Regions from separate parts of the Mus musculus genome. Here region 1 is linked to region 2. The links are chromatin contacts, called in public Hi-C maps. All regions are on one chromosome and are shown on one strand. Each heading gives the region's core, a stretch centred on a gene start, on an enhancer-like site or on the middle of the called end of the contact. The rest is flanking DNA. Distances are from core to core; before and after follow the strand shown.

The links. Hi-C and Micro-C count contacts between places; a contact is called where the count stands out from the background.
Region 1: a Hi-C map of the C2C12 cell line shows a contact between it and region 2, with 1.9 times the contacts expected there. The contact joins two enhancer-like sites. A contact is called at or near these places in 1 of 15 datasets of contacts at CTCF or cohesin (the NIH/3T3 cell line), 8 of 484 Hi-C or Micro-C datasets (the 3T3-L1 cell line, the C2C12 cell line, adipose-derived mesenchymal stem cells and 5 more), 1 of 115 datasets of contacts at active chromatin or transcription factors (bone marrow-derived macrophages) and 1 of 9 other capture datasets (adipose tissue).

Annotation. Positions count from the first base shown.
Region 1 is chr2:135,860,870-135,865,456 of GRCm38.p6, forward strand. The region is part of intron 3 of Plcb4 (phospholipase C, beta 4); the gene reads left to right. Among named protein-coding and RNA genes, the nearest start is that of Gm14210, 50 kb to the left of the region's middle. Within about 2 kb of position 3,067, at least 45 of the 459 cell types and tissues checked have an H3K27ac peak or open chromatin away from gene starts, as enhancers often do. A contact at or near this core is called in the C2C12 cell line, the NIH/3T3 cell line and adipose-derived mesenchymal stem cells, where this site is marked.
Region 2 is chr2:135,771,187-135,775,942 of GRCm38.p6, forward strand. All of the region lies in intron 2 of Plcb4 (phospholipase C, beta 4), which reads left to right. Among named protein-coding and RNA genes, the nearest start is that of Gm14210, 39 kb to the right of the region's middle. Within about 2 kb of position 2,680, at least 52 of the 459 cell types and tissues checked have an H3K27ac peak or open chromatin away from gene starts, as enhancers often do. A contact at or near this core is called in the C2C12 cell line, the NIH/3T3 cell line and adipose-derived mesenchymal stem cells, where this site is marked.

The sequences.
Region 1 (4,587 bases), core at 1,817-4,316, 90 kb after region 2:
AACAAAAAACAAAACAATCTACAAAACAAAACAAAAAAATTTGCTAGAAATACATATATTGTAGAATGTTTCTATTTACAAACCTTCACACCTATTGTGAAAATTTCTTCCCTGGGGAGATGTAAACAATATCTATCTTCTGTCTAACCCCTTCTTTATGATATTCCCCAAACAATCCAAAGTATGATTGGTTAGTGTTAACTCTGGGGAACTGACAAGTTTATCAGGCATACTCACAGAGTATGAATAAAGGATTGCTCATAGGAACATGGGTGACTGGCCTTAAAGGTGCTACACCAGAAACGCATGACTCTCACTGGGTGATGGCATAGAAGGTGTTCCTTAAGTTAATTATGCCCATTTGTGTGTCTTAGCCCATAGTAAGGCTTCCACAGCTTCCAGAGCCCATGTGAAATTAGTCAAAATTGCATTCAGGTTTGGGAAGTACGGGAGAGTGTAGCCAAAATCTCAGGTGAGGGTCCAATCACCTTCCTGATTCTCTCCTTCTCTGAGGGAAGATTAGTAAAAACAAATAAACAAACAAAAAAAACAAACAAATCAAAAGCAGGTCAACCCAAGATGATGTCTTGTGGGTTGGCCCAGGCAAACAGTTGAGAATGTCAGCCATGTTGCTCAGAAGACAGGAATCTACAACAATGCTTTGTAAAACTTGTGCTGAAGAGTCAGGTCATTGTTCATCACTTTGTTTCTGTGGCATATGGGGAAGGCAGTTTTAAGTGTGGAAGGTAGCCATTAGGAAAAGCTTGTTGGCTTCTGGAGTTGCATCTGATCATCCCTATTTTTAGGCTGGAGGCATCTGCAAATTTTGTCTAAGCATAATTTAGGACTTGCCTCTTGTACCAAGAAGTGCCAGTTCTGTGGGCAGCCATGTAAGCCTTGAGATGTCTACAACACATGTCTTCATAATAGGCTGAGAATGTGTCTGGAGTTATTACATCTGCTTTAAAACATAAACCCACAAAATGCAATGGGAGTAAGAGAGCTGAAAACCTTACCAGCAAGGTTATATTTAGTCATGATTTCAAGGACAAAACATTCTAGAGCACTGTCAAGATGCTGCAGAGAATAATCAGAGGTAGAGGGCCTGAAGTGTGGCATGAGTCAACTTCTGAGTGGATCTGTTTATTAACAGAACATCTCCTGAGACCTTTTGGCACCTAACCAAAAAGACTTCTGTGTTGTTCTTTCTGGATATCTGGCTGTAAGCTAAGCCTCTGCATATCTGGCTGTAAAGTAAGCTTTAAGAAAGCTCTTACCAGGTCTCCTTTTTGTAAGTTAAAGAATGGTGTCGTTATTGGTGATGTTTGGATTACGAGTTCTCCGTGAACTTGAGGCAGTTCCTTTCTATAATCAAGGATCATAATATTCCAACGCATGCATATCAATGGCGATTTCCTAGCTGTAGAGACGGCTCAGTAGTTAAGAGCACATGTAGCTCTTACAGAGGACCCAGGTTCAGTTCCCAGAACCCACGATATTCACAACCATCCATAACTCCAGTTCCAGGGGACACGGTGAACATACATATAAAAGCAACACACACACAACACAAAAAAATTAAATGAACTTAAGATGTTTTTATATAGGGAGAAGAAAACCAACAAAGAAAAACACATGACAATACTTTCACACACTGCCAGACAACAGGCTTCAATCCCCCAGTCATATTGGACATACTCTACATTTATCCTAGAATTCATGACTTACAAAACTTAAGTTGGCAAACCCAGGCTCATGGGCTCACATACAACACACAGCTGTGCCCAAGTCATCATTCAGCTGGCCCACGAGGGTCGCAGGAAACAGGAAGGGTTATGAAGAAAAGCAAAGGTATTTTTGGCACTTGTGCAAGACTTTATCTCAAGAACACGAGCTCATTGTGCTATCTACTAAAACCTTAAGCTATGTTTGATCTCATTCCTTTGTGAAGGGAATGGACTGTTTTGATAAGCTCCTCACAGTTGTAGGGTATTTTTTTAAGTTATTCTTTTAGAACTAATAGGCAGTGAAGCTGTTTTCCTGACTTGACTTTTATGAGCCCCAGTTTTATCTCTCATCGCTTATCTGATGTGAAATGGTTGCAATATCTGAAGAAAACTTAGTTGAGTCATACAGAAATCTTAATAACTTCAGGCTCTTGGGGTATCTCTGTATGCTAACTTAGATTTTAATATTATAGAAATGCAACAGTGACCTTTACATAAAGCCTTCACAAAATTACTTTGTGATATAAGCTACCAGAGACATGGGGACTTTCTTGAGGTGACAGTACACAGTATTGATCTGCATTTTGTGGTTTATGTTATACCTATCTTTCCTTTATGCTAAACAGCACTAATTTTCATATTTTTGAGCTGGGGGAAAGGCAAGTGTTTTTTTTTTTTTTTTTTAAGTTGTATTTTCCTTGTGGGCCAGCTCATTTGACTGTGGTTAAAGAGACTATTGTCTTGGTTCTGACAGGCTTCACGCTTTAGAAATGAGTTGACAAGATAGGAAACTCCATTAGTTTGTTTTAGCTTTTTAATTTTAAGACATTTTGGGCACAGGGGCCTGAAGCAGCTGCATGTGAAGGTTTGTGACAAGTATTAATTCAGGATATTGTATTCAGTTTAGAAAACAAAATGATTACTATTTGGCACACAAGCTGTGACTTCCCAAAATTGATGTTGGCTAGAATCCTGAAATCAAGAGTTCCTTTGTCTTCCAGATATTGGCACAGAGATGGCTAAAAATGTCCAAAGCCTGCAGCTAGTAGCTTTAACTTCTCACTATATTTCCCATCATTTCTAGTTTAGGGTAGAACAAGGCTTAGGAGGTATAGTCATAGTTTGTCAAGTGTCTTCTGTGCTCTTCCTCATGGCTTGAATGTTTCAGGTCCCTTTCAATCCAAAATGATTTAACCCCAAAAGATACGTCAAGACTATCTACAGATGGAAAAACGGGGCAGCATTCCGTAACAGCCAGCCATTCTGCAGCTAACTACTCACCCTGAGCTCTCACCAAAACTCTTTCCAGAATAAACATCAGGACATGGTTCACTGCATATCTGTGGTGAAGGAATGGTTAGACTTTGATTCACAGGAATTTGTAAAGAGCCTGGAGTGTCATAGTGGCTTGTACCAACCCAGTGTTATTTTCTGAAGGACAACAGAGGAACAGATAAATCATGTCACTCGTCCAGCAGAGAAGCCTTTGGTCACCTGTAAGAAGGAAAGTGACCTTCTGCGTCCTTAAGTGGATTGTAGTATCTACTCTATGAAACTGCTCACTTCATTGTGAAATAATTCTTAGTTTCCTGATAATTTATAGTCTGTATTCCTGGCTAGGCATATAACCTATATGATAGAGTACTTACCATATGCAAGACAATAGGTTTCAGCCCTGGCACTGAAAAGTAAAAATAAACAAAATAATAGATGAATAAATGCAATTAATTATGTGCTCCTGAGATCATTGGTTTTTATCTGTGATTCTTACTCTTGACTGAAAACAAAATGACCATATTGTTCCCTCCTCGAAGTTCTTAAAGAAGTCCCCTGACTGGGCCTGAGAAGTCAGGCTAGTGGTGTGATAAGCTTCTCCTTTCTTCCATTGCCTCGGGTTTTCAGCTTCAGATCTTGCTCCATTACTGGGAGAGCTCATTTGGACTCTGCTGTCATATAGTCTTACCTTGTGTGACATAAATGGTCCATTGTCATCAGACCACTCTTCTGTTGACAGGCTTCTGAAGATTGTAGCACACACGGTCACAGAATATTTAAATGATGGCATCTGGTGGTTGGCTGAGATTGTCATACCCTTTGATCAAGCACTTCTGAAAACTGATTAAGATTTAAGCAACCACCTCTTCACCATTAGCTCATTAAAGTTGAAGTTCACCCACAGCTTACCTGTTTATCATAGGAAAAGGCCAAGTTCCTTTGCTTTTTGTTATTTTAACAAGCACCTGAAATAATTAGGTAATAAAAAGAAAAGGTTTGGGCTCATAATTTTTTGTAGGCTGTTTCCTGACCAGTCAGCTATGTCACCTTGAGATTTTGTTAGTATATAATTAGATGACAGGAGAGAACCACTCAACTATTGACTTGGAATGAAAGAGGGAAAGAAGAAGAGGTTGGGTACCAGTGGCCTCTTCAAGAGAATGCCCCCAATAACTTGAAGACCTCACACCAGGGTATGCCTCTTGAAGACCATACCACTAGCCGGAAGTTGATGGGTCAAGGACCAAGCCTTTAGCCCATGTCCTTAGGAACAACACATTAATCTAAAACAGAGCAGCATCCATGAGGATCTTGGCATTGCTTGCTGTTAGTAGATGTTAACAATTGTAAGTACTCTTTCAAGATGTTAGCAGTTGTATATATTCTTCCAAAAAGCCTTTTCTTAGTAGTGAGCTCAGCTCCGGCATGTTTGGATACTTGACCTCCCAGAAGAAGGCTGGTGAAGATGGCTCAAGAAGCAGCTGAATAGAAGGGGTTGAAGTTCTAAAAGGGGGTCAAGAATGGTGATGGCACTTGATCTCCACGGAAGGAAGAAAAGATGAAGGGCAGGACCTGGGGCAGCACT
Region 2 (4,756 bases), core at 1,430-3,929:
ATTGTTCCAACTCTGGCTGGGCAGAGGAACTGGGGAGAGGGGTCCTAAAAGCTCTGCTTTCAAAAGCTCTTCAGGAGGTGAAGCAGAGTTAGGCTTCAGAAATCCTGGAGGTATATTGGCACAGGACAGGGTTGGGGGTTGGAGCTGTGGGTGGGAAGTAGATGGGAGTGGGGATGAGGGTTGTGGCTGTGTGTTTGTGTGTGGGAGTGAAGGGTAGGTGGACACAGGCGTCTACCTCATCCAGGTCTCATCTCTTGGTCACTGGATGCACTAACTATCTCTCACAGCCTCCTGTTACTTCCAGTAGACTCTGCTTTCCAAATACTTTCAGTCTCAACAGACCATGCTCTCAAAGCTTCTTAATTTCAGTAAGCTGCCCAAAGTCTTACTGTTTTGCGGAGAAATAGTAACGTGACTTTGCATCTGTGTAAAGTAGCCTTGCTTAGCTGAATAGTTTCCTCACAGAGCTTTTAAAGCTCAGTTTAAGGCCAAAATATATACAGATACCATTCAGAATAACCTACCATTTCAAACCCATCTCAAGTAGGCAATGTCACATCCATTAGATTTCAGCAGTGTGAGTGTTGATGGGTCAACACACTGAAACTTATAAATCATGTTCTGCATGAGAGATTATTTTCCTTTCCCCTGCCTGATCATTCAAATGAATTTCACAAGTACCATGTAAGCCTGCATTCATATCCTATCAGATCGTTCTTAACATTGTCTCCAAATCTTGTGAAAATTTTCACTGGACCACATGAAAGTATTAGCATGATGGAATGATAATTTACATGCAATAATATGCATCTGTTTTCAGTGTACTTTTTCCATTTATAAATCTCAGTGCCTGTGTTCACCAGTGGCACCATTGCCACAGCAATAATATTAAGCATTTCTTCTACTCCCAAGCCCTGGCGTGAGCTCTCTTGTACAGTACTCCAAATCCACAGCTAGCCAACCATCAATTTGCTGATGTTACTATAGATTTCATTTTGCTAAATAGAATCTTGTATTCTTTTTGTCTGGCTTTCTGCTTTAGACATTATTGGATTTTTTTTTTTTTTGCAATTCCTATGCTTTTGGTAGTTTGTTTGTTTGTTTGTTTTAAATAAAATTACTGAGTAATAGTCACATGCATATACCAGTTTGTTTGCGCGTATAGACATTTTCAGTTTTAGACTGTTGAGGGCAAAGTCCTCATGAGCATCTCTGTACTTCTTTCTACATGACTCTGTTTTTATTTCCCTTGTTTAAATATCTAAGATCGGAATGACTGGGTCTTGGATTCAGATGCATGAAAACCTACCAAGTTGGGCTTCAAAACAGTTGGATTGTTTTTCATTTCCTCCTCCATTCTCTGAGTATTTCCACTGGGACATTTTTACATATTATGAGTTTAGACAATATACAATAGATTTGTTTATGCTTTCAATGCATATATTTATGTTATATGCATGTATAAGGATACACAGAAAGGGATGGATGTGGGCATTGTTTAGTATATCATGCAAAGAGGAATCAGTTGTACTGTTTTGCACATCATATAAAATTCCAATCTATGAGCATATGCATAAATATCTTAATTAAGTACAAATGACACTCGAGTTTCCCCTTAATATTCATCTACTTTAGTCTCTTACTAGCCATTACTGATAATCTAGTAGTAAACTTCTAAGGAAAATAATGGAAATTGTAACATGCAGAAATTGTTATTAAAATACTTTTCTCTCCAATAATGAAAATAGGACCGTGATGCATTTTGAAAAAGCCTGTAAGCCCCGGTTCCACAGCATGCAAAGTTTAAGAACCTCTGAGATGAGTAGGGAGGGCAGTGGGTGGCAGATGAGGGCCACTGTGTGGATTAGTTACTGTTCTCCTTGCTAAGATCACATACCTGACCCAAGGCACCTTAGGGGAGGAAGCGTTTATTTTGGCTCACAGTGGAGAGGATACAGCTCTCCATGTCAGGGAGGGAGGGAGGGTATAGTGCCTGGTTACATTGCATCCACGGTCAAGAAGGAGAGAAAGGACAGCAGATGGGGCCTGGCTAAAAAAACCTTTTGGTACATACTAGTGACCTTCTTCGTCCTCGTGGATCCTACCTCAAGCCAAACCACAGCTGGGGAACAAGTGTTCACACTCCCCACCCCAAGACTATGGGTGACATTTCACATTCAAACTGAAATATCAAGGGAAAGCAGTCATATGACGTTACGGTTCAAAGAGCATTGCCAGAAACCCAGGGACTAAATAAGGAAGCCAATTAGAATGGATCTAGTGGGTATATGACCCCCATGGAGATTTCCTTATATACCATTGTGACACTGAGATGAAGAGGAAACATTTCAGGGAGATGGGAAAGCAGCATGCTGTAGAAGAGAGTGACTAATCCTGTCTCTGGGGTGTGAATGGAAAACCGGGGAAAGGTTTAGGGGAAAAAATGGTAGGGAACAGGAAAGCTGAGTAACACAGTCTAAATCCAACCACATGAAATGCTCTCTCTGCCCAACAGTGTTCCTGGACCCTGGCAATGAAACATATGGCTAGGTGATTGGTTTTACAGCCTTTATCTTAAAGGTGTGATGACTGCTTCAGAAATCGCTGCTGATTGGTGTCATATGACAAGCAGAGTCTCTGCGACCAGCCTGAGCCGGGGTCAGAGTGTTGGTATAAATTTCAATGACTCATCTCTTGGGTCTAAAATAGCAGCAGTCTGAGGGGCAGAGTGTATTCAAGGAAGGAAGTCTTTTTGACACATGTGCCCCGCTGAAAGCAAACTTAGAACCAGTATGTATAATTGAGTATCTCAAGCTGGTGTGGGGAAGGGGGCACCAATGGATATGAGAGGGAAGTGGGAGGTGAGCTAGCTTTACAGCATGGAAGGCATTGAGACAAGAGGAGAAATTTTGATTTTATTTTACAGGCTTTCAAAATGGCTTTAGGCATACCCTTGGGCACAGTCAAATAAATATACTGTAATAGGAACAGAGAAGGGCTGAGACTGTTCATGGCTCCACTCTCCTGTTCTTTTACTTCTGTATGTAATTAAGTTTCCTGAAGGTCCACTTGCCCTTTTCCTGTTTGAGACCTGAAAGGTATCCCTCTCGTTTTTACAAAATTGTCCATCCAATTAGGACCAACATTGTGCTATCTTGTCAAAACATTTTATGTCCCAAATGAAAGGATAGTGTGCTCTTGAAAATGTTGAAGACACATTTGACTTGAGATTGCCACCTATGAGCATGAAACCCAAGGCTCAGAGTATCATTGTATATTTCATCACTAGCTAGAGGTGGGAGTAACTAGGATGGATTCTGGTTTGGTCACCAGAGAGATTATGGGACCATTTAATGAGGTGAGTATCAGGGGTATGAAGAGGTCATCTCCCAAAGGCACTCCGTCCTGATTCCTTGAATTTGCATTATGTCATTCTAAAAGAGAAAGGACTTTACAGGAACACTTAGCCTTCCTAATGTGGCAACTCTTTAATGCAGTTCATGGTATGGTGACCCAAACTACAACATTATTTTCATTACTATTTCATAACTTTAATTTTTCTACTATTAGGAATCACAACGTGAATGTCTGCATTTTTTCGATGGTCTTAGGTAACCCCTGTGAAAGGGTCATTCGGTCCCTTAAAGCAGTGATGACCCACAGATTAAGAACCACTGGCTTAAGGTCAAAAATGTGGAGATGGTGCTGCGCTGAATAGTATGAGAGATGTGCCCCTTATGAGATTTTAAACATAAATATCCTTAGCTGATTATTTCAAGAGAGACAGAGAGAAGGAGTGTCGGAGGAAAAAAAAAAGCCCCATCGCTGCTGCTTTGAAGAGAAAGAACGCAGGGCAGTGAGCTAAGGGGCAAGAGAAGGCTCTAGAAACGGAGTGACAAGGTGACAGATGACCTTTAAACCCCAGAGAAAGGAAGGAAGCTCTCTTTGGCACCTTGTGTGTGTTTTTTTTGTTAGAGCAGCCCTAGCAAACTAATTCAGCAGGTTTGTACAGCTTCCTTTTTCCTTCTAAAGTACCAGGGGTCAAACTTGGGCCGTGTTTATTGCTGGACACAAGCCTGATGACCATCTCAGGTGTATCCAGATATTTCAGTGAGGGAAGGGATGTGTTAGGTGGCATTCCTGATACTGTTAGATGAACCAAGGGTTAGCGTCTGCTTGAGGACAGTCTCCTCAAGTAAATGCCCACTTTAGTGGATAACAGAAAACTGCTCTGAAGGAACATTTCATATATATATATATATATATATATATATATATATATATGGTTCCTTTCAGCATGAAACTTCTTAGATAAAATGAAACCAACTTAACAGTCAACTTCCCAATTCATACAGTTCTCTCAGGAGAGTTGGGAAAATGAAGACAGTCATATTCAAGAGTCATTAGTAAACAAAGACATGTGTTACTCACTGTGAAGTTCAGGTGTGTGTTGTGCTTCAACTGCTTTGTTGGAGAATCCAACATCTTAAATATGAGACAGAAATGAGCATATGCCTTGGAATCTCCATGCTGAAATGTTCCATCTGCATTAATAAAAGTGAAATAGAAGGTTCTGGACAGAGCCATGATTCTCAAAACAATCATATAATCTAAATATTCATCATCATAAAAACCTCTGTCTTATTTTCATAGTGGTTGATTACATAAACTGATGTTCACTGCTGTCAAAGGCATTTTTTTTACATGAGCACTAGTAACTTGCTCAGAGATTTAAATCTCACAAGCAGAATTAGCC